Linked DNA regions of Mus musculus: regions 1, 2, 3, 4, 6 and 7 are each linked to region 5. The links are chromatin contacts, called in public Hi-C, promoter capture Hi-C and targeted proximity ligation maps. All regions are on one chromosome and are shown on one strand. The core of a region is the stretch at or near the end of the contact, and the rest is flanking DNA. Distances in the headings are between cores, read along the strand shown.

Region 1 (3,843 bases), core at 760-3,259, 1.4 Mb after region 5:
CCCAACTACACAGAACTTCCTAGGAGACCAGAGAAGAATTTAGATGCTAATGTCTTGCGCACACATTAACACACACACAGAGAGATGCACACTCACCACGCCTCAGCTTACTCTCATCCACAGGCTGACAGAGAACAGGTGACGGCTCAGAGTTCTCGTCTAACCTTAACTTTCCGTTCTGTGAGGACAAAAATCAGACACAGTATGGGATAGAGTGAGCTTAAAGTCTGAGATAAATTTCCAGCCCCGACTCACCACCCTACACATAAATAAAGAATGTTATTTTAAAGGCAGAAGACACTATCACGAGCTGTCCCATGTTAACTAAATGAACAGCATGCCTGGTGCACATTTTGCTTTGCCCAGAAATGCAAACTCAAAGGGAAAGACAATAAGGGACACACCAGAGTAGGATATGGAGACCAGACCAGTGCTAATGGGTCAAGTTTTCTTAATCTTTAGGGATATATATAATTTGTTTGTATTTGGGTTTAGTGGCCATTTCCAACAGATAAGCCTGGTTGCAATGGGAATTCAGGCTTCCCTTAAGCTTTGATGAAACTCTTCTCCTGCCTCCTCTTCCTCTAAATTTTCTTTTTACTGGTAAGAGCCCTTAAGACTTCTGCAGCCCTTCAACATGTGCAACTGTGTAGCATCAGACTAGTCACCAGCACAAGGGAGTCAGTCCAACACACTGTGTGGTTCAGGAGCAGATGGAAGTTCCTAAAAGACAGGCACTCTACCTTTAACCCCAACTGCAGAAGAAAGGAGATGTGTCAAAAGTCTGTTCTCCTAACCTTCGGCGGAGAATTTAAGGGGAGTGTTTCTGCTCCACAGGGGGTCTGGTGACAAACACCAGCCCCCCAGCAGAGACCTTGGTTTTATTGCTAGAGGGCAGTAAGTAGTATTACGTGAAGCACCTCAGGGTACTCGCAGTGAGAACCCCATTCTTTGCCAGGACCTCCCAACTCTGCCAAGGAACTGTGGTGAGTGAGGTCCTGTGCTAAAAACTGGTCCCCAGCTTTAAAGATGCCCAGATTCTGAAACTGCGCCTTACCACACGGAGCAGGGTCACACCAACTCAGGGGAACAGTAGGAGACAAAGATCCACACTCCCCCCCAAACTTTACACAAGCGTGCTCTTGTAGACGCCAAGGCTCCACAATGCACATTCCATCAATCTTTCACTGCGGTCCGCGTCCCCCACGCAGCCTTTCCAGAAACTTTAGGGCTGTTCACACCGACTTTAAAAGACCCATTGTTAACCTCCCCGGGAACACAAAGTGGATGAAAAGGGGATCAAACCTCTATTCCTAAGGACCCCTTTTCATGGAAGAAGGTTGAGTCTCGGGGCGCTATGTATGGGAGAACTCCGGCGGGAAGGCGCCGGCAAAGGCGGACGCTGGAACCCACAGGATGTTGTGCTTCTCGGCAAAAAAACGCCAGCACAGGGACAGCCAGGCCTCCAGGACGCCAAGGTGCGCAAGTCGGGTCTGCGCCCTCCGGGCCCTTGGGACCGCCAAGGAGGCGGGGCTGGGCACCCGGGACTAGAGGAGCCTTACCTTCCCCTCCCCCTCCTGGCGTCGGTCTACTCAGGTGTCTACGCGATGGCCAGAGGAGCAGGAGCGGGAGCAGAGCTCCTGGAGTCCCCGCGTGCAGATCTCCTCTCCATGGCCAGGAACCCGCGTCCCGCTGCCGCTCTGAATTCAGCGGCAACCTACGCCGGAGGAGAAGCAGTCGGGGCCGGGGAGTAACGCTCCTCCCTCCGCCTTCGCGGCCACCTCCTCCAGCCAGCCCGGCTTGGCGCTCTTGGATCCTTCCCTCCCGGAGGAAGAGGAGGGGAATCGCCGTCCGGGCGGCGCGAGCCTGTGCGGCTCCGAGACAATAGCGGCAGGCAGGGCGCGTTCCCGAGCCGCGCAGGTCCCCGGTTCGGCGGGCGCCGCGGCTCGCTAGGGTCCCTCTAATCAGCCTCCGGCCACACAAGCGCCGGCTCGGCTGGGCCGAGAGTGCTGCGGATTGGGCAGGCGGCCCCGAGCTAGGGAGGCGGGTCAAAGGCGGGGTGGGCGGGGCCTGTTGTCAGAGGGACGAGACCTGCGGAGGCTCCGCCCACCACAAGCTGCAGACGAAGGCTCAGCGCCTCCAGCTGCCTTCAGCAGGAAGGACGCCCGCCAACACCGTCGGCGGCCAGGGTTTCCCAGCGGCTCCTTGACCTTCGGCTACAGATGACTACCTGGGAGTTCAGGAAAAGCAGCGGGCCTGAACCTGAGTCTGTGTACCTCATCATCCCAGCTGAGTCTGATACTGCTTTTTTTGTCACCTCTTGACAAAGTCGACCTGAGCCTGCACCCCTCATCACTCGAAACTGAACCTGCATCTTCTCGGGTCTAGCCAGGCTGCTGAACCCCTATTACCACCACCACCACCACCCCACACACACACACACACACCACCACCACCACCACCACCACCACCACCACCACCCACACACACACACACACCACCACCACCACCACCACCACCACCACCCCTGAGACACACACACACAGGGTTGAACTCTTTTCTCTTCCTTTATCATCCAATAGCTGAGTTCGACATCTTTTATCGCTCCGGAATGAAGCTGACTCGGCATAGCAGTATATTCCCCCAATAATATCCCGCAAGCCCCCCACCTCACTCAAAACTTTCTGAGCCTCGGGTCCTGGCGCCTCGACTGCCCCCACCTGGCCAACAAGGAAGCTGGATTCGTAGCCCTCTCAGCAGAGTCAGTGTGTTCTTGACTTCAGACCGTTGTCCAGTTCTGGTTAGGAGCTTGGAGCAGCCCCAGCATCTCACACTAAGGCCAGAATAAATATACCTAGGCCTGGTCACGCCTTCTGGCCACGCTACTCTAGAGTGGCTGAAGCTTGCAGGAGGCGGAGATGCAACACTGAAAACCAATCCTCAGCCCACCCTACTGCAGAATATACTGGCCGGGTGGCATGAGTAGCCCTGCCACCACCCGGTCCCCTGGAGGAAGTTGCTCTGGCAGAGGAAAAGCCTTTCCTGCAGCAAAGGGCGCGACCTGGCTTGGTCCGTCAGACCACGAGGTCAGGAGCTAATGACAGCTGCCAGATTGCCAAATCCGGACAGTCATCATCCTCTATTTAATTCGGAGTTGGACGTGTCGCCTCTGGGGAACTGTTTCATTGAATACTGTACAGGCAGGATTGTTCATTTTTCAGGCTCACTGTTGTTTGTCTGTCTGTTTGTTTATTTGTTTGTTTTCTCCCCCTTCCAGTAAAAATTCAACCGTGTAGCTATGATACACCAGCAGACAGAAAAAGGAATACCCTATTTCCAAGGTTTGGTTTAGGACTTGGTAGAACTGAACCAATGTTTCCAGACTGGGGCTAATAAGAATCCCCTGAGATCCTAAAAAACTTGGAAATGCCTCAACAAAGCTCTATGGACTGAGTCAGAGGAGTCTGCAAATGTAAATTTTGGCAATGCTTCTGGACCGAACCCACAGTTAACTAAAACCTTGGAAAGATGCAGAAGGAGAAGCTCCAGAGACATCTGAGCCGTCACAAAATCCTTACCCATCTGCCATCTCCAGCCCCAGTCCCTCTTTAGAAGAGAAAAGGGGAGGACTTAACATAATAGAGCAGATGATTCTCTATGACAAACTGCAAAGGAGGAAGGACTCTTAAGGTGGCCTCAATGGGACATGTTTAGAACTCAAGAAGGGAGGATGGGGGCTGGAGATATGGCTTGGGCTCCTCTTCCAGAGGATCCAGATTTGATTCCCAGAAACCTACAGGGCAGCTCATGACTGTCTCTAATTCCAGCTCCAGGGGATCCAAT
Region 2 (3,895 bases), core at 588-3,087, 1.3 Mb after region 5:
GATTTATTTATTACTCATTTGTGTCCTGTCATTTTTACTCATGTCTGGGTTGCATGAACACACGTGGACATAGTCTGCACACTGCTCCACACATACATACAGCTGCCAACTATCTAGTCATTCCCCTTCTATAATTAGCTCTGAGGTTACAGCTTACTAATGGAGTCTAGTTCCTTAGTATGTCTGCATTTGAAAACTGGTAAGAGAACTCAGAGTATGAAGGAATAATTACCATTTTCATAATACGTACAGGTTTATCTAGTAACAAACTTCTGAAGCCATAATGAGGAGTCCAGTTACAATGTCCACAGCCTCTTAATATACTTATTCCTCCATCCATGTACATACTATATACAAACATATAAAGTACATAGCGTGGCCTTTGCATACATGCATACAAACATGAGGGAACAAACATGTGTGGAGGCAGGATGCTCCTGTCAGCTGGTTTCCTCACTCACGACTCACATTAGTTTCATGACAGGGTCTCTCAGTGGACCCGGTGCTGCATGATTCAGCTGGACTCTGTTCAGCAATCCCAGGACTCCCCTTACCTCTCCTGGCACCTCGCCTGCCTTGTAGGGAGGTTGCACTGACATCTCACACTTGTGACGCAAGCCCTGAGCCAGCTCAGCCAGCAGGCTTAGATAAGTTCTTTCAAGGCAGAAAAAGAAGCCAACTGTTTAACAGTTTTTCTGGCACGAACTCATTGAAACTACCAACTATAAAAAACCTTTTTAAAAGCAGGTGTGACCAGATTTGGTAGCTCCTTCCAGTAATCCCAACACTTGGATGCAGAGGCAGGCAGGCCCTGTGAGTTCTAGACCAGACTGAATTCCATCTTGAGTCTAGTCTCATAACAAACATAATAAAAAATACACGGGCAACTTTCCAATAGCAACTTTGTAGGGGTTTTTTTTGTTTGTTTGTTTGTTTGTTTTTTTTGGCGGGGAGGGCGGGGAGATTAGGCCAATATGCTAATTTTATTTAGTGCTAACTTGATATACTTGATATAAAGTAGAGTCAACTAGAAACAAGTAACCTCAACTGAGAAATTTTCTAGATCAGACTAGTCCATTGGCTTGTCTGTGGGGCATGTTCTTGATTGCTAAATGAAACAGGAGGGCCCAGCCTACTGTGGGTAGCACTATCCCTAGGCAGGTAGAAAGCAAGGGAGAGATCCAGTAAGCAATAGCATCCCCACAGGGTCTCTGCATCAGAATCCTGCTGTGAGCCCCTGCCACTGCCTCCCTCAGTTAGGATGTAGCCTGTGAGTTGAAATAGGCCCTCTCCTCCCCAAGTTGCTTTTTATTACATGGCGTTTTTCATCACAGCAACAGGAAGCAAAGTAGGACATCCAATATTCTTGCTTCATAATTTTATTCTCATCTAAGTGGTCCTCCTTAAGTTTTGGCCCATTTTTTTGGCATCCCAGGTTCATCACCTTGGGGCCTTAAATGTTCCCTGATCACTGCTCACTGCTCTCGAAGGTTTCATGCTTAACTTGACCTTCGGGGTCCTGTGCACAATTCACTATGTGGGCTTTGTCCGGCTTCTCCTAACCTCATCTCTCAACAGTGTAAGGCGAGTCCTGCCTTGCACATTAGATCCGATCCAGCCACCTTTAGTCTGGCTCCTGCTTTATTCCCTTAACAACTGGGCCGGTCATGTGTCTTTCCTACATCTAGCAAAAGCCTTTGCAATGTATCTCCTTTCAACTTCATGATCCAGTCAATAAACGTGAAGTACAGAAAAACAGTATGTTCCTGGTTGCTACTGAGTGTGACTTCAGGTTGCAACATTGACCAGAACACTTTCTATGCACCTGAGATGCTTTGTGTACTTTGGCTGAGAAAGAGAGAGAGAAAGAGAGAGCGCCGTAACACTGGCCCACATTCCAAACACGTTATGTGGTTACATGGGAGAGTAACCCAGCCCGCCAGGAGGTTAACCTGAGGCTACCAAGGAGAACTAGAGCCAGCTTAATCTGGGATCATTCCCTTGAAACAAAACCCAGTGCTCTACCACATCTGCGCGTTCACTGTAATTCTATACGCTTAGGTTTCGGGGAATGACTTGTTTTTCAGGGAGTGAGTCTTTGTTCTCAAATCTGAAACCGTTGTTACCCTTTCTCTTTCTGTTTCTCTCTGTAACTCGCTCTCACAACCATCTCCACTGTGAAAGAGGAACAAGGAAGCCATCAACTTCCTCGGCATTTCAGAAAGATAAATGCCTTTATGTGAGCTTACAAAACTTCATCTACATATGCTGCCATCAAAAAGCACCCCAGGTGCTCGAATGCAAATGATCTCCCCCTGAAGGTTAAGCCTAGGTGTACAATGAGGAGAAAACAGACCCTACCTTGCACTGTTATCCAGGCAGAGGTACTCCCTTGGGTCAGATGCACTGGCGTTGGTCGTTTTGACACCTTTGTCCACAAATAAACCAGCCTGAAATACACAAGGGGCTAAAGTGAAAATGGATCCGAAGGTACATCCACATGCATAAGGAGCTGGGAGAATACATCTCGGCTTCTCATTTCACCCAGACCTGGAAATGGGGGGCTGGGGGGAAACAGTGGCAGGGGAGCAAAGGGGCCATGAAAAGTGATATTTTTAGCTTATCCATCTGGCCATTCAACAACCATTTAGTGTACACTTAATGTTTTACATGGTGATTAGCCAAAATATATATATATATATATATATATATATATACACACACACACACACATATATATATACATACATATATATATATACATACATATATACAGACACACACATATTCATTCCCTGGCAAAATGAGACCTAGATGCAGCTTCCTCGGGGCTGGGAGAGGACGTCAGACTACATGATGCCAAAATTCTCGAGGCAGGGAGGAACGGAGAAACGCCATCCGTCATTCAGGAGGAAAATGAAATGACCCAGGTCCCTCCCAAGCAGAGAGGTGACAGCTCAGTGTAACTGATGAGCTCTCTGGGGCCAAGAAAAGAAGCTTAGATAGCCTTGATTAGGTCAAACACGGAATGAACTAGTTGTTGAATTCGCTGAAATAGAAATGGAGAAATCAGGCAAGGATTTCCATTTTGAATGTTTTAATGCATTCATAAAACACTAAGGTATAACCCTGTAAACAGCCATCTCAACATGGTAGCTGACCTGGGCTAGGTGAAGATTCAGCAAGCCTTGCATGCAAAGCCACAGGGGCTGGTCTAAGTGCACACGTGCATGATGATTGATCCCGACATAGCATGCTTCTTTTTACGACTCCAAAGGTTCAATTTCCTTTGGTTATAAAATATTCCGTATAATCGTTCCCAAATTTAACAAATTAAAACCTAATTATACCCTCAGATTTAATACTCTTACAATTAGTGAGATAAGTGAGTGTGTTGTCAGGGCACATGACACCAAGAATTAATTAGAGATAGTTTCCACATCACAAATATAATTTTGAAAAATTAAAGATTTTTTTTCCCTTTGAGATGCTACTTTCTAAATATTAGTCTTAGTCAATTACTCAGCTCACAGCAATAACAGCAGGTTTTTCTTGTCTCAGTTCAAGGAATTCAGTTTCTTGTAACACTTAGATTCAAATGCTGTATATGCACATTGTGTGGGGGGTGCGGGGGAGAATGAATCTGTACGCACAATTACAAAGGTCAGAGCAGAGCACCAGCTATCTTGTCTATCACCCTCACCATATTCTTTTGAGACAGTGTCTCTCCCTGAACCTGGAACTAGGCTGGTAGCCAGCAAGCACCGGCCATTCCTGACTCTGCCTGCACCTGCTCTATGGTTACAAGTGAACACAGCCACAGCGGTGCACACAGCCACAGGTGCACACAGCCACAGGCACACAGCCACAGTGGTGCCCACAACCACAGGGGCAC
Region 3 (3,803 bases), core at 1,089-3,588, 1.5 Mb after region 5:
GCCTAAACCTGTCTTTTGAAAGTGTTCCTGCTTGTCTACTTTTGTCAACTAGTGCTGAAGTTGGAGCCAGGACAGTTATATAAGAAAAGGGACACAAAATACACACAAATTAAAAAGAGGGTAAATTTACTCTATTAATAGCTAGTATGACCTTATATGTCAAAAATTCCCAGAACTCTATCAGTTAAAATGAGTAAATGTACTCTGGACAGTAGCAGGAAACAAGTCTATACACAAATGTTGTTACAGTTCTCACCACTAAAAATGGGTACTCTGAAAAGGGAATTAAATAATTAGTTTATAATAGTTGGTGGAGAAAGGAAACTTAGAATTAACTAAAAATATAAAAGATTTACTGTGAAAGCTGTAAGCCATTGCTGGATTTAAAAGGCATTAGATAAGTGAAAAATATCTCATGTTCATGGATTAAAAGATTTAATATTATGATATCAGTGCTACTAAGGTTATCTACAAACTCAGTTCAGTCCAATTTGGAGTTCCAGGGACTTCTGTACAGACTTGGAAAAACTCTAAAACTGACACAAAAATCTCAAGGGATCCTGAATAAACAAAGGAATCTTGAAAAAGAACTAAGACTGTCTCTTGTGAGACTAGCCTAGCAAACACAGAAGTGGATGCTCACAGTCAACTATTGGATGGATCACAGGGCCCCCAATGGAGGAGCTAGAGAAAGTATCCAAGGAGCTAAAGAGATCTGCAACCCTGTAGGTGCAACATTATGAACTAACCAGTACCCCAGAGCTCTTGACTCTAGCTGCATATGTATCAAAAGATGCCCTAGTCGGCCATCACTGGAAAGAGCGGCCCATTGGACAGGCAAACTTTATATGCCCCAGTACAGGGGAATGCCAGGGCCAAAAAATGGGAATGGGTGGGTAGGGGAGTGGGTGGGGGGAGGGTGTGGGGGACCTTTGGGATAGCATTGGAAATGTAATTAAGGAAAATACGTAATAAAAAAAAAGGAAAGAAAAAGAACTAAGAGGGACATCTGACATTTCTTAATTTCAAAATTATGCCAAAGCTAATAAAAATAGTGTAGTACTAACATGAAGATGGGTGTATAGTCCAGAGCTATAAAATAGCCTCTAAAAAATTTGCAACAGAATTCTCAGATGACCCTAAGACTGTATTTCTGATTATACAGCCAAAAGAATTAAAACCTGAGTTTAATTTTATACAGTTTATAGCAGTATGTCTTATGATAGCTAAAATCAGAAGCAGTCAGAAAAGCCTACAGAGGTATGACTGGATAAGCAAAATACGTTACATACACATACTGGAACAATATTAGCATATTTTCTTCACTTAAAACAATTATTCTCTAATATAGTACAACTCAACTGAAGTTTCCTCTCCCTCTCCTCCCCCAAATGATTAGCATTTTTAAGGATGGAAATTCTGAGGTATTCTGCATCTGTGACCCATGATGGTACTGCTAAGTGAAATAAGTTATAAAATGACCAAAGCTGTATATCTCCATTTATATGAGGCACTTAGTACTAAAATGAGACAGAAAGAACTAGCTGACGGGTTTGAGGGGAAGAGAGATTGAAAGTCACTGATTTAAAGCAGCTGGCGATGTAAAGCCTTCTGGAGATGCATGGCATTATCAAAACAGGGATTTAGCCCAATGCATAGGACAGATATTTTACAATGGAAACAGACAGCTCTTGGTAATTGGGCTTCCTTTCTCCGGGTTCTTCATCTCTGGCTTTTGTTGTGCAGTTGCTTCCTTTGCTTTGCTTTAACGCGATGAGGGTCAGATTCAGAGTTCCTGTGGCAGAAACGCTGGGGAACATGTTTTGCGTTTCTATGATGGTTTTATTGAATAACAATAAATTCACAGGCATGGCGGCAATTCGGCAGATATTTCTGGTTTTTTTTTAGTATCCCTAGCCCAGGCCTTGAAGGAGTAAAAAGTGACCTGGAATGTGTTTACTGGAACCAACGAGAAACCTTTTTAAAGATGACATTTGGGACAAAGAAAGAACAGATGTGATTGCTAAGGTAGTGTTTGCTGCGGTTGAGCCTTTGAATCTGAATTGGAGACAGCAAGGGTGTCTGCAAGAGAGCCGCTATCTCCTGTGCTGTTGGCCACAGTACTTTATCACAGGAGTTAGAGCAGGAGTCTCACTGCTAATGCTGAAGTCACGCTTGCATGCTTTGTCTGAGAACAAAGGGTGCTAGTGCCGCACCTGTCCTGAGAAAGAGGAAGTTGATAACTAACGCAGGAAGTCTCAACCCTGAAAGGATCAGATGGGCTGGAGATGCCCTCTTGCCTCTAAGATGAACCTTACTGTCCAGAAAGACAAACAATCCCCTGGTGGAACTGTGACCCTGTCGTCATCTACAGTGAAATCTGATGGAGAAAAGGCTTGCGTTCTGTGAAGCCAGAACGTTTCCTTGGATGAACGTTTCCTTGCTGAAAATGACCTGAAGTCAGAAAGTCGCAACAGTAGCTTGGAAACAACGGGAAACATTCCCGTAAAACATGAAGTAACCCTGCGCGAACCATCTCAAGGCAGATTTTCCTATTTTAAGAGGTATCATTTTGTGTTCTTGGAGTTTTATTTAGGGTCACACTGCATATTCTTTACTAAAAAAAATATTTTCTGACTTGGGATGTAGCTTGGTGGTAGGGTGCTTACCTAACTTTCCCAAGGCCCTAGGTTTGCTTCCTGCCGCAGAAGAAGGCCGGTATTTTCTACTTCGTTACGTGCTTTCCTAAGTGGGGTCACAGTGGGAAGGATCCAAACCTTTTTACTGGAGGTCCTTATTCAGGCTCTTACTGGTCCTTTTAAAGTTCCGGTATTTTAAAGGTACAGTACTTGGGACTGGAAAGGTGGCTCTGTGTTTAAGATTTCTTATTGTACTTCCCAGGATCTGGGATTGGTTCTAAGCACCGCTTATAGAGTGGCTCTCAGCTGCCTGTAACTCCAGCTCCAGATGACCTCTCAGACCACCCACATGTGGCATGTTCTCTCTCTCTCTCTCTCTTTCACTCACATACACACACACCATATACACACACACCAATAAATTAAAAAAAAAAAGTACAGTGCTTAATTGTCATAGTTATGTGTTGCGTTATGCATCCCATCTTACTTTGTTTTCCTTACCAGTGTGTGAGTAGGGCCGGGTTGCTGAGAATGCCAGGCCCTGCCTTAGATCCTGAGCACCAGGGGAAGGAAGGAAAAGTGAGGTGCATAAAGTAGCTGTGGGTTTTCTCTGACAGACCAGCACATTTTCCCACCTGCAGGCCAGTGTGGTGCCATTTGACTGTCTACATGAAGTTCCTCAGTGAAAAATCCTCCTAGTGTGCTTGGCTGCTGAGTTAGCCAGTGTAAGCACAGGCCCTCTGTTTAATTGCCACTGAGGGGAGATCTGCCAGCCTAGTGAGAGAATAGTCCATTGTTTGGAATGACCCAAACTCATTTTCTATTCAGTTTCCTGGTGAAAATGTGATTGTTTATTTTTGCAGATGATGTTGAGTAAACAAGGAGAGAGGGGAGGCAGGTTGGGGGGGGGCTGGAGGAGCGGGGGAGGGGGGAGGGGGGTTGTCAACATTCTTTCCTGGTTTCCAGGAAGGACTTGGTTACAGGTTCCTGAGCAAGAGAAGCATTCTGAGGACCAGTGTGCATTTTGCTTCTCTCTTGTGATAAATTTGGAGTGAGTGAAAGAAAGATGGGCTTTGGGTAAAAGGTCATTCTATCTCACAAATAGAGATGTACCTCACTTTATGTGTCGGATGCCTTTAACTAAAGTGATACATAGTGAAACCA
Region 4 (3,702 bases), core at 57-2,556, 1.4 Mb after region 5:
ATTTCTGGCACACTTACCACATGTGATCAAATACGTCCAGTGCAGTTGGGTCAAACAAACTTGTTTAGGGGAGTGGAAACAAGAGGCTTGTAATCTCCCATAAACAATAGCCTCCACCATTTTGGAGCATTAGGGCAAGGGGCTTACAGGTTAGAAGCATTTTTTGTTTCCTGGCTCTCTTAGGCAGTCATCAAAACAAAACGTTGGCTCTCACAATAGTAAGCATTCGTGGTTTCCTGGTATGCTGGTAGATTTTCTGTTTCCGTTTTGAAAGCTTGACACAAATTATCTCCAACAGACTACCCCGTAGGCAAGCTTGGGGCATTTTCTTGATTAATGCTTGATTTGGGAGGGCAGTGGCACCCGGGGACAGGTGGTTTTACATTGTATAAGAAAGGAAGCTGAGAAAAGGGGGGCAGAGCAAATCAGGCTTTTGTTTCAGTTCCCTGCCTCCAGATTTCTGCCCAGGATACCTCAAAGATGGACTGGACTGAAGTGTGTAACTTCTACTATCCTGCTTTAAGCTCAACGTGGACCACACTACCAATGCCCCCGTTCCCTTGGATCTGCTTATGAAAGACACACACACAGCTTGCTTTTAAATATGCTTTTTAGCTCAATGGTCAGGCACTTCTAAGCCTCCCAAGGCTAATGTGCCCTTACCTTCACTCCCAGCTCAACACCTCTAAATCTCCCCTCAATTTAGTTGCCTGGTTACCTTCTCCTTGCTCAGCTCCCCTTGCTCTGTCCTCTGCTTAGCTGTGTTTCTAGTCTCTTGCCTGCTACCCCAGGGACAGCTGGGAAAGCAGCCAATGGCTGGAGACTCTCCCTCCTTCTCTCTTCTGTCTCTTCTAGCCTACCTTCAGGAACCAGGAAGTCCCACCTATTCTGCCCAACCATTGGCTGCTAGCATCTTTATTGATCGATCAACAACCAATTGGAGAACAGAACCTTCAGCGTTCACACAGATTCCCAATCAAAGCATTAGAACCATGTTGTAAGCAGAAAATAAACCCTCTCCTCTTCAAGTTGTTTGCAGCCACAGTATTTATTGCAGCAACAGAAGGCAATCTGGCACAGTGGTTACTGCTTGCTTTATTTTCTCAGGTTAGGATGATATAACAGCTTCATAAAGTATCCATTCTTGGCAGAGCATGAGAAATTCTGAAAGGAGAGAAGAGAGGGAAAAGGAAGGGAGAAATGAGAAGTGAAACAAGAGGCCAAAGATAAAGCCCCTCCCACCCCACCACCACCACCACGTGTGGAAGGAAGAAAATGCAGATACAAAGAACCACACAGAGACAAATCCCAAACTGAGTGGCTACTGTTGGGTTTCAAACCCAGAACAAGCAACTGAAGAGTATATTTAACATATCAAAGCAGACCTTGCCTCCAGTTTCTCCCAGCAACCCTCAGTCCCTACCTGTTACAGGGCCTGGCTGGCATACCCTACTGTCTTATGCTGAAGTTTCCAACCCAAGGGCTGGGTTTCCTCTCACAGGAGTGGCTCTTCACTATATACTCTAGACATCCTGATACACTCTCTTCTCCCTCTGGGAGCCGCTTTCTCTCTTTCTCCTCCCTCTCCCCTCTCTCCCTTTCCACAACAACTTCACTGACCCCCCTCCTGTGTGATCAGCGAACTAGACCAGGAGCTGCTCCCACACACAATAAACCTGCCTTTATACTTTAATTTGTCTTTAATGGTCTCATTTGGTCAGCAGAGATAACTTTTCAGATACAAATTCTCTCTTTAAATAGAAAAATCATGTAATGCTATCCCCTTCTTTGTTTGTTTGAGTTTCTCCCAGTAGCCCTGGCTGTCCTGGAACTTGTTTTGTAAATCCCTCAGCCACTCAATGCCAGTGGCTTAGCTACATCATCACCCGTTGTGGACCCTTGTTTTCCTATGGTCTTAGGTGACCCCTGTTAGAGGCTTGTTCAACCTTCCAAAGGGATCTTGACCCACAGGTTGAGAACCACTGCCCTACAGGTTTATCAACAGCCCAATCTTATAGAGGCATTTTCTCATTTGAGGTTCCCTCCTCTCAGATGACATTACCTTGTCTCAAGTGGACTTAAAAACTAGCCATGACAACCCCTCGGGTTAGTGATTCCATAATGTCTGTCACTTTTGGACTTGTATCATCTTTTCTTCTAGGTGTGGGAAGAATGCCAGAAGCCATTCCCTTTTTTTACAAGCTGAGTTTTATTGGATGCTGTACTATATGTGAAGTGTTGAAATTTTGGTTTTCTCCTTAAAAATTCCTTCCTGCCTGCCATTCAACAGGGTCTCTCTATATAGCCAGGCTGGCCTCACATGATCATCCTCCTTCAGTATCTTGTTTTATTGTGGGTAACAAGCATGAAACACCTGCAGGCAAATATTTGCAAAGATTACCTTAATTTTTTTAAGGCTTTAAAAACATTGCTAAAATTTTGTTTTCTTTTGTTTTATTTTGCTGGGGACTGAGCCAGGGACTTCCACAGGATCAGCAAGAGCTCTGTCACTGGCCTATATTGCCAACCCCTTGGATCAGTTTACATTTTTTTAAATATTAAAACTAGTGTTTCTTTTATAGTACCTATTACTAAGATATGAGCTTTCTTAAAGATCTCTAGTAGCCCTGCATGTCCAGAGATGTCCCTGAGGTCTGGATGCATGGGATTCAAATGCCCCCAAGCCATGTGAGAACCTGGAAATCTTCACTCTTTCCTAGAAGTGGGGATTTCATACTGGATATGCAGAGTAGTACTCAGCTAAGAAATCAAGGAAGTCCTTTGAAAATATCTTTCAAATGCAGCTTGCTCCCTTCCATTATTCTCTTCTGAAAATTTTAGCCACTTCAGTATCATGAAATTAGTATCTAGGTCTTCCTAGATGAGGAAGTTAACATATTCCATTTAGATTTTCTTCCCCTATGTCCATATCTAAAAATTTCCCCTTAGAAGGGTTGCTCCTGTGCGCGCCCTGACTCTCCAGCAAGAATGATACTGCAACAGGATCCTTCTGCACATGTTTATTGGGAGAGCTTGATTGCAGAGGCGAAGAGACCCGAAGCCCAGAACTGGTGCTGCTTATATAGGCCTAGGAGAGGCGTGTCTCACACCCGGATTGGTTATGCATGAGTTATGCTTACCACCTCATTTGCATGTCTCACATCTGATTGGTTAACTTCTCTCTCATCTGATTGGTTAACTTGTCTCTCTTCTGATTGGTTAATATGTCTCTCATCTGATTGGTTAATTCTCAAAACCTCATCTTGGCAAAAAACTTTACTGCCTATGTATGCGTGGTGGCCAACTGTAGCCAGTGCCACCCTGCAACGGCACATGTGGCTTTCCACAGGTTGCCAAATACAACCTTGTACTTTTTTGTTTGTTTGTTTTGGTTTTTCAAAACAGGGTTTCTCTGTAGAGCTCTGGCTGTCCTGGAACTCACTCTGTAGACCAGGCTGGCCTCTAACTCAGAAATCTGCCTGCCTCTGCCTCCCGAGTGCTGGGATTAAAGCCACACCTGGCTAACCTTGTACTTTTACAAATACCTCTACTAAAAATGTCTTTTGGTTGTAGTCTTGAGGCAGACTGGGAAGACAGGGACAATTATGGGGGCACAGGAATAAAAGGGACTCCTGACTCTAGAGTCTGGTTGCTAAGAATTCCAACACAGTTAACAATGTTTGCTGTGAACATTCTATGTAC
Region 5 (3,741 bases), core at 796-3,295:
TCACACCAAACCCCTCAACACCTTTGGACACGATGCCAACAACTCTGAAACATGCGGTCTCAGGACAAGGTAAGGCCCGCTGCCTGATCATAACAACAGTTACAAACGACCCTTCCCTAGCTGACCTCAACACTTGTTCATATGTGAACGCCTTCCACCTTTTTCTAGGCATGTTTAACTAGAACCACCAGAGCTAGTTGACCAGGGTCCTACTAAGCTCCTAAAGCCAGTTCCCTAGAGCAGATGGTTTTACAGCCACGTTGGTGTGCTGCGTGGCCTACAGCTAAGAGGAACGCCCCCACACTCATCCGTGAGGCCTTGAACTCCAGCAAAGACCACACCTCTCTCCTAAGGCTTCAGGCATGAGACCAAATAAGTCACATGGGAACAGATCAGCACTGAATCACGTTCCTTAGGAAAGCTAACTAGTCAAGAAGTTAATCCACCATCCATTCCTTCATCAGTCTCCCCTGCAGCCTGAAGCAGTTTTATTTTAAACCTCTCAGGGGACTCTTAGCCAAATTTAAAACCACCTTGGCAAGCCCTGAAAAGTAGCCGCCATCCAGTTAAATGAGTCCTTAGTCATCCTAAAACGATTCACGCAGAGTGCGGCTCCCCTCCCAGGCCGACCCCTCCGTTGCAACCCCACCAGGGAATGGGATAAAAGCTGCGCCATTTGACTACCCTACCCCCCAGCGTCTCCCCAGGTGGGGCGACCCCGCAGCGGCGGGGTACGGAGTCCCGGGGGCGGGGCGGGTAAGGGAGGGGCGGGCCGGCTCCAGGCCGAGCCACGCAAGCCACTTGCTCAGAGCGGCGGTTGGGGGGGTGGGGGTGGGTTCGGGTGGCTCCTAAAGGTTGGAGCCAAGTAAGGAGAGAGTGCAGGAGTTAAGCAGCATCTTCTCCAAAATGTTTGCAGCCTCTAGGCCGAGTGCGGTGTCCTGGGCGCCCAGGAATGCTGGCCGGCCAAAGGTTAGCTAAAGCCCGAAGCGGGGGAGAGGCGACGCCGCTAACCTGTATGCACTCTGTAATGGGCTTTAAGATGGGAGGATTTTCCATAGACTTTCCCACAGCCACTGTAGGGGCACTTGTGCCTCTTTTCGGAGGCGTGTTTCCCCTTCGAAGCCACTCCAGAGTGGAGGAGGGAGAGTGGGCTGGGCGCGCTGCCAGAATCCTGTCTCTCCTCCGGGCTGTGGGAAGGACTCGACCCAGATTCGGTGGTCACGTCGCTGTCGGATCCTATATCCTCATCGGGACTCTCCAGACTGTCGCTGCACACCGAGGGGGTCTGGATGGGTCGGTATTTGTTGAGGTCCAACAAGCTCTTGGCGATAGTGACCAGCGTGCAATAATCCTTCCAGGTGTCCCCCGGGTCACCGTGTTCCTTGGTCACCTCGCGCTCAGGTAGTCGCAGCCGCTCGGCTTCCGGAGCGCCCCCGTGCTCCGGCACGGCGGCGCGGTTGGAGATGGAAACCAGACACTGGGCAGCCACGAAGTCCATGTAGGCGGCCGCGGACATGGTGCGGGCGACGGCAGCCCGGGCGGTGCGGCCAAACTTGAAGGTGGCTGCGGAGCTTCGGCTAGCCCTGCCCTGGCCTCGGACGACGAGCGCGGTGCGGCGCGGCCGAGGGGGCGGGGGCGCGGGAGCTTGCGACTCGCGGGAGCGCCGAGGCGACCTCAGCCCCTCATCTTTACGTAACCGGCAGCGCCTCCGCACGCAGCAGCCGCGGCCGGCTCCGCCGCTGTCGCCGCCGCCCTGCCCGGCGCCCCGCGCGATCCCACGATGGGCGCGCCCTCCTCGGAGAGATGCCACACGTGGCGGTCGCAAGTTTATTCGACTGCAAACGTGTCGGAGTCCCAGAGAAAGCCAACTGCGAGCCAGGCGCACGTCCTCGACCGCCTCTCCGCCGAGCTGACGCCCCGGGGCATCAGCCGAGTACGCGGACGAGGGGGGCCGGGGCTGAGTGGGGCTCCGCGCCTACGAGACACTTCTTCCCGCGTCCGCCGACGGCCGCTGAGCCCCTGGTCCTGCCGCGCCGCGCCTCTCCGGCATTCTCCAGCTCAGTAACAATTTCGCAGAATCCCATCACGTCACAATCCAGGCCCCCTCCAATTGGCCAGTGGGGAGGGTGATTCAACTCTGTTTACTTTCTCCCCCTGCCAGTCAGAAGGGCCCTTCGGTGGAGAGGTGCGTCTAGAACTACGGCGCGCGGCCAATCCGACCGTTCCGTTCCGCCGCCGCGTGCTGCCCCTCCAGCCCCGAACGCTGACATTTAAAAGGGAAACTGCTCGGAGCCCGGCAACCAGCGGCTGCGCATCCCCGCAGATGCCGCCCAGACCGCGCGCGCGCCTACGCCTCCCGGCCCACGTGCCAGCTGGCGTGGCTTGGGAACGCTTCTCCCCTAGGCAGTTACGCCCATCCCTAGGGACGAAACAGAACTTCAACTTCGGGTTCCCAGCCCTCAAACAGTTAAGTGACTTCCTGCAAACGCTACAGTCCCAGCAACCAGGCTTCCAATCAAAAGTAAGTTGGTTGATGTCACTGGCATTGGCTCAGCCAATCAGAAGGGCGTTCCAAAAGGAAGCGCCCGACACTTGTAAACCTGCGGAGCAGAAGTGAATCGGACAGATCTTTTCATATTTGTGTTGCTGGTGCTAACTCTAAAATATAGATGGAAGGACGGGGTGCTTAATAAACTAAGTGTGAGTCAAATTTTAAACCCTCGATATGGCAGGCCACGTTGTCCAAGGACAGACTCGGATGAGACAGCATCAATTCGTTCTTGTTTGGAATGCAGCACTTAGATGTTTAAAAGTTCTTTCACCCCACACATTAACCAAGAGAAATTCATCTAAAATTTTTCACAGCTAACAAAAGATCCGGTTCCGTATTAAATGGTTCTTACACAAAAGCACCGCCATCTTGGCATTTTGCTAAACCTCCTACTTCCTTGGGCGCCTTTGACTCTAAATTCGCTCTGTCTTGAAGCTATCTTAACCCATAAACTGAGACCAATAAGACATTGCATTTGCATAACTTGAAAAAATCCTTTTCTTTGTAGGGACTCCTCCCTGTTCCTGCTGGGCAAGCCTTTCCTTCCTCTTGCTTCACAATTGTAGAGAACAAGACTGGTCTACCTTATCAGGTAGACGACCGCAGAACTCAAAAAAAAAAAAAAAAAAAAAAAAAAAAAGCACAGGGTTCCCGATTCCTGACTCTGCTTTAGAGGAGCCACCCCTGTGAAATATTAACTGTGTTAAATAGTCCTGAGAACTGGAATCATCCAGAGAGCCTTAACAACTGAATCTTGTGGCTTTACTTGGTCAACAATTAGTGTGGGGTTGGGAGTCTGATGAACTCAGTGTGCTTCTTCCTGAGATGAGTGCTGGGTTGTTTTCCATCATGATAGCTAAGGATCTACAGCAGGGCATACAGTCAACACTGCGGGTTTACAATCCCTCCATTGCCTGGCGGTGGTGGTGCACGCCTTTGATCCCAGCACTCGGGAGGCAGAGGCAGGCGGATTTCTGAGTTCGAGGCCAGCCTGGTCTACAGAGTGAGTTCCAGGACAGCCAGGGCTACACAGAGAAACCCTGTCTCGAACCCCCCCCCAAAAAAAATCCCTCCATTTATCCTGAGTATGAAAGGCACTTTTTCTCTATGAGACACTAACTTCACAATATCTAACCCCAACTTTCCCACTCGTGGTTAACCCTTAATGTTTTGGATACCTCCACCGGGTT
Region 6 (3,513 bases), core at 462-2,961, 1.6 Mb after region 5:
ACCTGCGAAAGAATTATCCACCATCATGATGAATGTGTGCACGCACACGGGTGAATGTAGACTGGTGACAAGAACAGCTTATCCTGAGAAAGTTTCTCTCTCTTCCCCTTTCCGTCGTCCCTTCCCCCCAACCCCCACCCCATTTGCTCCAGTTCTCACACTCCATAGAACTGTGTTGCTTATTCCTTTCAGGATTGCTTCAGCTCTGGCTTCTTTCTCACACCTCCTCGTTAGGTTGAGTGACAGGTAAAACGCTGTTGTCTGAGATGTATCCGGCAGAGAAGAGAGTGGGGTGTGGATCCGCAGCTACCAGAACTTGTTTGAATCCCTCTTGCTCTGTTGCTCTCCATCTAGCCTCCATCTTCTGTGTATCGGGATCTAAACTGATGTTCACGGAGGAGCTTCAAGTGGGTCTGGACACGGCCATCTTCTCCCCATCTTCCTCGCCTCCTACTGTTCTTGCAGTAATCTAGGGCCCTTGGGTGTTTGGGATATAAAGGAGCTTTTTCTGGTCTCCCCTCCTCGAGGGCAGAGAACAACAGAAACTAAATAAGAAGCGGGGGGCTATGCATGGGCATTTAGTAGCTCTCAAGTAGCCGAGAGATGATACATACGGTAACTAGAGATTAACTTTCTTTAAGGGAGGCCTCTTGTGCAGATTTTTTTCTTTCAAGAATGACCAACAGTTGTGCCAAGCCCTGGTGTTGATATAAACACCATTCTGGCCATTGAGCACCGATTTCTAAGAGCTTTTTCATCCTCTTTGACAAGACACTTCGTCCAAGGAAGACACAGTCCAGAGGTTAAATACAGAAGACATCTGTATTTATTAGACTGGGTGCTATCGGGAAAGCTGTAGTTATGTTAAAAATAACATGCGATTCAAAGTTCACAGGATAAATATAGCCAGCTGGGAACAGATGAGTAATGTCGGTATGGTGGGCTGTGCTCCCAACCAGGGGGTGCTGAGTGTTGGAATTCAGTTTTACTTTTGATATTCCTTAGGCATTCTCAAGGTACAAAGCAAAACTCTGCTCTTGGGACTGGAGGCAGACATGACATAAAGAAGGGTCTGTTAAGGAAATAAAAGTGTCCTTCTATTTTACGACTACATTGCTCGTTCGGATTGTGCCGTTCTTGTATTCCGCACTGTGTTTCCATTGACCTTTTCCTGGCACGGCCGTGCTAAAACCTCTTCCGATAATCAAAGTATGTAGACAGCTACCCTGAAGATGGGAACTGGAAAAGACCAGCTAGCATCCAGGACTCACGGCCACAACATATAAGTTGCATGGTTGCTTGGCTTAGCTCTGTCTGTTGTCTTTGCTTGATATGGTGTAGGAATTGAGCCCAGGGCCTCTCCTGTACCCGGCATGCTTTGTCCCAGAGAACTGCCTTTCTCCCAGGGAACTGCGCCCCCATCCCCCAACCTAATTTTTAAATTTCACTCTTTGTTTTTCCTTTCTCTTGTGGACTTTATAGAAAGGCTCCCTTTCAAAATTCTAGCCATTTTACCTATTTTTAAAGAAGGGTCTTAGGTTCTTGTGGATCAGCACAGGCAGTACACCCTGGGGACACATTACTAGTGCACATTCTTTGGTCCACCCTACGGACCTACTGTACCAGGAACTGTGGGAATGGGACCCAGCGACACTGAGTTAACAAAATTCTCATGTTGGCTTGAGAACCACAGTTCCACCAGAACTAAGGGAAATCGCGCCCCCTGGAGGTCGCATGACCACAGCCGCCAGAAGTAGTTGCATCAACCCAAGCAGTCTAGAGGCAGAGAGGCAGCAGGGTTTGCAAATCTTACTGCCTCTCTCCATACAAAGTGACGACTGCAGGCAGCTTCAGAGGCCCGGGATTGATTTAACTATAAAGGATGGTGCCAGTTTGAAGATGGGTGAGTATGGGTGTATTAAAAAATAAATGAGTATTTGCTGATCTGTTTATCGTTTCCATTTCTGGTACTTGGTTCACTTCCGTATTCAAAATCTTGCAAGGGACCTCCATTGAGCCTTGTCTCAAACCTCTGCAACAGGATCCTGTTCTCGTATTCAGCTCTTACTTGCCTCCCACGTGGAGAAATGCTGCTTGCTTTCTTCTGTGTTTATGCTGCCAGGGCAACAGCAGGAGCCGGTATAGGCCTCTGACAACTGTGCTCTTTGCTGGAAGCAGCCCCTGCAGGGCAGGAGCCACCATTGATTCCCTTTGATCCTGCCTTAGCACACTGTTCTTGGTGAGAGGTGTGAAAAATACTTTCAAACGAATACATGGACTAATTCAGCCCGTAGTCTGCATGCGCTAGGCATTTCTGGAATGGCTCAACCGGCTTCCTTCACCCAGTTCCTCTCAATGTGAAATGCCTTATGCCCAAGGTCAATAGGGAATACCTCATGTCTATCTCTAGCCTGTCTAAACCCCATCTGATGAATTCACTGAGTCTCACTGTTTTGGGGATGAGTACAAGAAAAAAATATATGTACATATATATATATATATATTTATATTATATATATTTGTGTTGTGTTGGTTGAGGACTTAACACATACCACATCGCCTTAATTTTAAAATCAGTTTATGAGGAAGATATTATTATTGTTATTATCAAATGTAATGAAATGGATGGAAACAGGGCTTAAATAATTTGCTTAGGAAGTAGAGTGAGAGATTTCAAAGCTAGTACTAAAACCCAGGTTTGCTCTACCCTTAAGGTCAATTGTCTTAATTTAAGTCTACATGGGTAATAGACTAAGTACAGATATTCAAAATGTTCAAACTCAAAAATTATTAATATAAATAGACCATAGAAATCTAGACTGACGTTTTGTTATTCTTTTTAAAACAAGATCTTACTACACAGTCCAGATTTAACGTATATCTCAGTTGTCCTGGCATTACATACATGCACTACCATGTACTGGAAATTAGAATTGATGTGCTAGTCAGCGAATACAAATACACTGATGTCCTGCCAGTTAGGCTTTTCTCTAGGAGCAGAAAAATATAGGGCATGAATAAGGTTGACAGGTCCTTGATCTTTAAAAATTATTTTCTTTAATCCCACCACTCGGGAGGCAAAGACAGGAAGATTTCTGTGAGTTTGAGACCAGCCTGGTCTACGGAGCAAGTTCCAGGACTTCCAGGGTCACATAGAGAACCCCTGTCTTGAAAAACCAAAATCCCAAAACCAAATAAACCTAAAAAGAACTATTTTGCATTGGGAAGATTTGATGGAAGAGTCTGTCCTGGGCAAAATGAAGAAAGCACAGGCCCTGAAGCTAGGGAGACTGGAGGGAACCAATGAGCAGAAGCCACATCCACAGACCCCCATCCTTGCCCTTAGGAGGACTAACTCTGATCAAGACGCCCTGGCATAGGTTCTGTAAAAGAAGGAACCCAGCCCAGGCTGTCCCAGAGTGTAAGTCTATGACCATAGGAGGGAAAGTCAATCCTTTTGGTTTGTGCCACTAACACTGTCCCCAGAGCCTGAAAATGAGTGAGACTTTAGCA
Region 7 (3,674 bases), core at 580-3,079, 1.5 Mb after region 5:
ACGAAGGGAACAGAGGTCCTCTGCAAGAGCAACAAGTGGCACATTTTAATAGTTCTGGATTATGAATGTGGACACGGATTCAGCCAAGAACCGCATGCCTGGGGTTGTAGATCAATTCAGTGATAGACTGTGGACTACTGAGTTTATTAAGCTACTAAAACATTATCTTGTCCCAGTACTTTACGGTAAGTCTATGCGTTGGGGTGGGCAAGAGCCTGCTTTTTCAGCTGTCGTTTTATCACAATGCAAAATGAGCGATGGTACTCAAGTAAACAAACCACTTATTAACCAGTGTATTGTACACCAAGGGACAAATTTAAAGCTTCCTAGCCTACTGAAAATCTAATCCTATCCTTGCCAATTAACCTTATTAATACTAGAGTAGGAGAAGAGAGAGAGGTCAAAATACGGTGAAGGCGCTACTAATTTCCTCCAAGATCTGAAACAGTAACGAAGGCATAGCAGATATTGTATCCATTTTCAACTTCCAACACCTTCGCCTTCTCCGTTTTCCATTGGTAAGACACCGGCACCGATAACAATGGTGATATTCAAAATACTGCATTGGCTACGAGTAGATTTATTACCCAACTGAATCCATGCGCCAAGTATATGGACACACATTCTCTAAAATAAGTGTTGATTGAAAATCCCCGTTAATGTAAACAAATATGTCAATCACAAACCGCACCTAATTAATTCTACTCAAGACTTAGTAGTTTTAGGTACTGCCCCAAGATGTCCAAAATTCTCTTTATACGCTGAAGGTTTGAAAAATGTAAATCCTAGGGATCAAGCAGTATATACTGCACAAGGAATGGAATACCTTTCATAAACTATCAGAAAAAAATTAAAGGTCACCCTTTCCGCGGGGCCCCGTTATTCTAATCCTTACCAAATCTGCTTCACATTGCCTTAAATCAGAGCAGCACTGATGAAACTAAATATCCTGCTTTTGACAGAAAAATCACCAAGATTAAGGCTCTGAACGTTTTCTTCTTTCTCTCTCTCTCTTTCTTTCTTTCTTTCTTTCTTTCTTTCTTTCTTTCTTTCTTTCTTTCTTTCTTTCTTTCTTTCAACAGAAGCGGAGGGAGGTTAAACTCTCCGAACGTCCTCCACACACTATAATTTGACACAACTTTCCTGGTTTAATATTAAATACAATTTCAAACAGAACTCTCCAACTTTCAATTCAAATCCAACCTCTCCCTCCTTGAGTTCTCAATCAGAGATGATACAAGTTCAAGCCATGGAAAGCAGCTCCCGCGACAAGCGGAGCGGGATACCCAGCTCAAGCTCCGGGCGGACTCCATCTAAAATCGAGGCTGGCGGGACCCGGACACCGAGCCGAGAGCGAGGGCCCGAAGTGGCCCAGATCCAGGGAGGGGAGCGGCGGCCCGACCCCATCTTGCGGTCCTCCCTGCGGGCGAGGAGGCCCGGGACGCACGGCTCTCCGCTCGGTAGCTCCGCTCCGAAGCCACCCGGCCTGGTCCCCAGCTCAGAGCGGCGACCCCCCGACGGCCCAGCAGCCCAGCCCCACGCACCTGCAGCTGGGCGGCCGCGGCCGCCAACGCGCTGTCCTCCGCGGGGCGCCGCCCGCCGACTCTGCGCCCGCGGCCCGGCCCGGCGAGGACGCGAAAGAGAGCTGCGGTGCCCGGGCGCGCTTCGTGGGGCCCCTCCACGCGCGTTCGCGTTCTGCTGACTAACGGCTCCGCCGCGAGGGGCGGCCGCCGCCGGGGCTCTCCGGCCCGAGGTCCCGCGCGGCCGTGGTCGCCGTCCGCAGCGCAGGGCCGGTGCTGCCTTCTCCGCAGCCCGCCTTCCTTGGCACCTCCGAAGGCCGCCAGGCGGCGGAGCGCGCGGCCGCGGCGGGCGGGAGCTGGGAGGGCGGCGGGGGGCGGGGGGGCGAGCGGCCCGGTTCGAGCTGCTCAGTGACTGGAGGAGGGCGCCGAAGCTGACCCGGGCTCCGGGCTGCAGGCGATCAGGGCACCGGCCTCGCCCACCTTCCACCAATCACAAACTGCGCAGCGGAGTCGCTACGCTACGGAGCCGGGAGACAGGTTGGGAGCGTTCGGCAGGAGGCGGGGATTGCGGAAAAGAAGAGCCAATAGGAACGGGGAATCTCCGTCCCTCCGCCGTGATGGACAGCCGCGTTCGAGCCAATGGGGGAGTTCTAGATTCGAAGAAAGCCGGACTTGCACCTTGGGTCCGAGGAAGGCTTTCCGTGAAGCCGGTAGTCGAGGATGTGCGGCAAGGCAGAGCCGAGCGTGACCTCCCTAATGAGTCACGTGGGCCGACCTGGGGCTGGGACGGAAAGAGTAGAAGAACTTCTTCCGGGTCACTGTCCTTAGTCTCAATCTGGGGCGGGAACGTCTTTACTCTTTCCTGTAACTTAAAGGCTGCACCGATTTACAGTGCTTGAGATTTTGGTGATGAGTTCCCAGAAAGGCAACGTGACTCGGTCCCGGCCTCAGAAGCACCAGAATACGTTCACCTTCAAAAATGACAAGTTTGATAAGAGTGTTCAGACCAAGGTAGGCCCTTGCCTGTTGTTCTGACTGCCATCCCAGGGGAAAAAAAAGTGACAGAGAGAGGAAAGGGGACAGAGAGAGGAAAGGAGAGGAGTTGGCGAGCGTGGACTGCAGCCCAGTTAGTCTTGGCTGCAGTGCAATCGTGTCTCAAATATTCTTCCCACGCCCTTTCTTTGGCTTGGCTCTGTTCCGTGAATCTATCTGATGGTCAGCACATCTCAGTAGTGGCGCCGAGACTGGATAGGGCAGCTTAAATTCATCCAACCTAAGGTACCGATGGGGCGATTGACGCCTTGGATGCTCCCACCTGGATCACGCCCCCGCAATAAGAAAATGAAATGAAGGCACTCGTCCGAGTGTCTCTTTGCAGCGACTGTTTTTCCGAGAACTCCCAAACCCATAAGTTTGTAGGGAGTACGATCTTAGCGTCACTGTCCTTATCAACAAGATGTTATTTCAGTTTTGTGTTGGAGCAAACGTTTTGGCTTGTGTAAAAATGGTTGCTTGCTGTCTATACAATTAACTTAGCAGGACCTGTGTAAAGTGGAAGAAAACTCAGACTGTTTGTTACTTGAGATATGTATGACTAGTGATTCTGTGAATAGCGATCCCCTTCCCCATAACTGAATGGGGAGCGGATAAAGGCCTTTAGTCGTCCTGGAGGCCAGCTTACATCAGATAAAGTTAATATTTACAGAAACAAGAGCTCAAATTTCCTAAGTTTGTTCCTTGAAGTAATTTAGTAATTTCTGTGACCTTTAGCCTCAGATAAGAAATCTGATAGGATTATTCGGAAGCTAACAGAAGAGTAACTAGTCTGGGACATAACAGGTGGTCAGCAGGTGATTACGTTTAAAACATTAAAAAGGCAATCCATAGTAACTTGTACTCTGTCTTTCTCTTTCATTGTTTCTCAGATATTTAATAAATACCTTTCACGTGCAGGGTTCTAGACCCCTGGTAGACAGTGTTCAAAACTATTGATTCTGCCTTTACGGAGCTTGTAATTGTCTGAGTAATATGGACAGTCAGTCAGCAGATGGATCTGTAATTACAAATTTCAATAGAAGTTGCTAAAGGGAAAGGCAGTTCAGTGAAGAATAAAAAAAAATAGTTTAAGCAGGGCCCTCAGACCACATTAGCAGA

The links. Promoter capture Hi-C pulls out the DNA fragments that hold promoters and counts their contacts. Hi-C and Micro-C count contacts between places; a contact is called where the count stands out from the background.
Region 1: a contact with region 5 is called in a targeted proximity ligation map of embryonic stem cells, with 3 times the contacts expected there. A contact is called at or near these places in 3 of 39 promoter capture datasets (embryonic stem cells, hippocampal neurons and pre-B cells), 6 of 484 Hi-C or Micro-C datasets (CD4 T cells, cardiomyocytes, cerebral cortex and 1 more), 10 of 130 datasets of targeted methods (astrocytes, embryonic forebrain, embryonic stem cells and 2 more) and 2 of 9 other capture datasets (adipose tissue and liver).
Region 2: a promoter capture Hi-C map of liver shows a contact between it and region 5, with 3 times the contacts expected there. A contact is called at or near these places in 10 of 39 promoter capture datasets (the 3T3-L1 cell line, embryonic stem cells, hippocampal neurons and 4 more), 2 of 130 datasets of targeted methods (the 230-238 cell line and pancreatic cancer cells) and 1 of 9 other capture datasets (adipose tissue).
Region 3: a promoter capture Hi-C map of liver shows a contact between it and region 5, with 2.6 times the contacts expected there. A contact is called at or near these places in 4 of 39 promoter capture datasets (the 3T3-L1 cell line, the C10 cell line, liver and 1 more) and 3 of 130 datasets of targeted methods (embryonic stem cells, extraembryonic endoderm stem cells and large pre-B cells).
Region 4: a targeted proximity ligation map of pro-B cells shows a contact between it and region 5, with 4 times the contacts expected there. A contact is called at or near these places in 4 of 39 promoter capture datasets (the 3T3-L1 cell line, the C10 cell line, pre-B cells and 1 more) and 3 of 130 datasets of targeted methods (astrocytes, large pre-B cells and pro-B cells).
Region 6: a contact with region 5 is called in a targeted proximity ligation map of large pre-B cells, with 4 times the contacts expected there. A contact is called at or near these places in 4 of 39 promoter capture datasets (the 3T3-L1 cell line, liver, pre-B cells and 1 more) and 3 of 130 datasets of targeted methods (astrocytes, embryonic forebrain and large pre-B cells).
Region 7: a Hi-C map of B cells shows a contact between it and region 5, with 8 read pairs. A contact is called at or near these places in 12 of 39 promoter capture datasets (the 3T3-L1 cell line, the C10 cell line, embryonic stem cells and 4 more), 7 of 484 Hi-C or Micro-C datasets (B cells, CD4 T cells, adipose-derived mesenchymal stem cells and 3 more), 7 of 130 datasets of targeted methods (the 230-238 cell line, astrocytes, embryonic stem cells and 4 more) and 3 of 9 other capture datasets (adipose tissue, embryonic stem cells and liver).

What each region holds. Positions count from the first base shown.
Region 1 is chr19:21,776,506-21,780,348 of GRCm38.p6, reverse strand. Cemip2 (cell migration inducing hyaluronidase 2) reads right to left here and starts at 2,009. Exons shown (of 24, transcript NM_001033759.2): 1 at 1,563-2,009.
Region 2 is chr19:21,816,478-21,820,372 of GRCm38.p6, reverse strand. Cemip2 (cell migration inducing hyaluronidase 2) reads right to left here. Exons shown (of 24, transcript NM_001033759.2): 12 at 2,362-2,450. Among named protein-coding and RNA genes, the nearest start is that of Cemip2, 40 kb to the right of the region's middle.
Region 3 is chr19:21,629,271-21,633,073 of GRCm38.p6, reverse strand. The region is part of intron 1 of 1110059E24Rik (RIKEN cDNA 1110059E24 gene); the gene reads left to right. Among named protein-coding and RNA genes, the nearest start is that of 1110059E24Rik, 22 kb to the left of the region's middle.
Region 4 is chr19:21,710,980-21,714,681 of GRCm38.p6, reverse strand. No RefSeq gene overlaps it. Among named protein-coding and RNA genes, the nearest start is that of Gm41818, 11 kb to the left of the region's middle.
Region 5 is chr19:23,139,530-23,143,270 of GRCm38.p6, reverse strand. It overlaps Klf9 (Kruppel-like factor 9), which reads right to left and starts at 2,045. Exons shown (of 2, transcript NM_010638.5): 1 at 1,012-2,045. The coding sequence starts at 1,516.
Region 6 is chr19:21,569,594-21,573,106 of GRCm38.p6, reverse strand. No RefSeq gene overlaps it. Among named protein-coding and RNA genes, the nearest start is that of Gm38486, 25 kb to the left of the region's middle.
Region 7 is chr19:21,651,464-21,655,137 of GRCm38.p6, reverse strand. It overlaps Abhd17b (abhydrolase domain containing 17B), which reads right to left and starts at 1,829. Exons shown (of 4, transcript NM_146096.3): 1 at 1,545-1,829. 1110059E24Rik (RIKEN cDNA 1110059E24 gene) reads left to right here and starts at 2,347. Exons shown (of 4, transcript NM_025423.2): 1 at 2,347-2,531. The coding sequence starts at 2,430.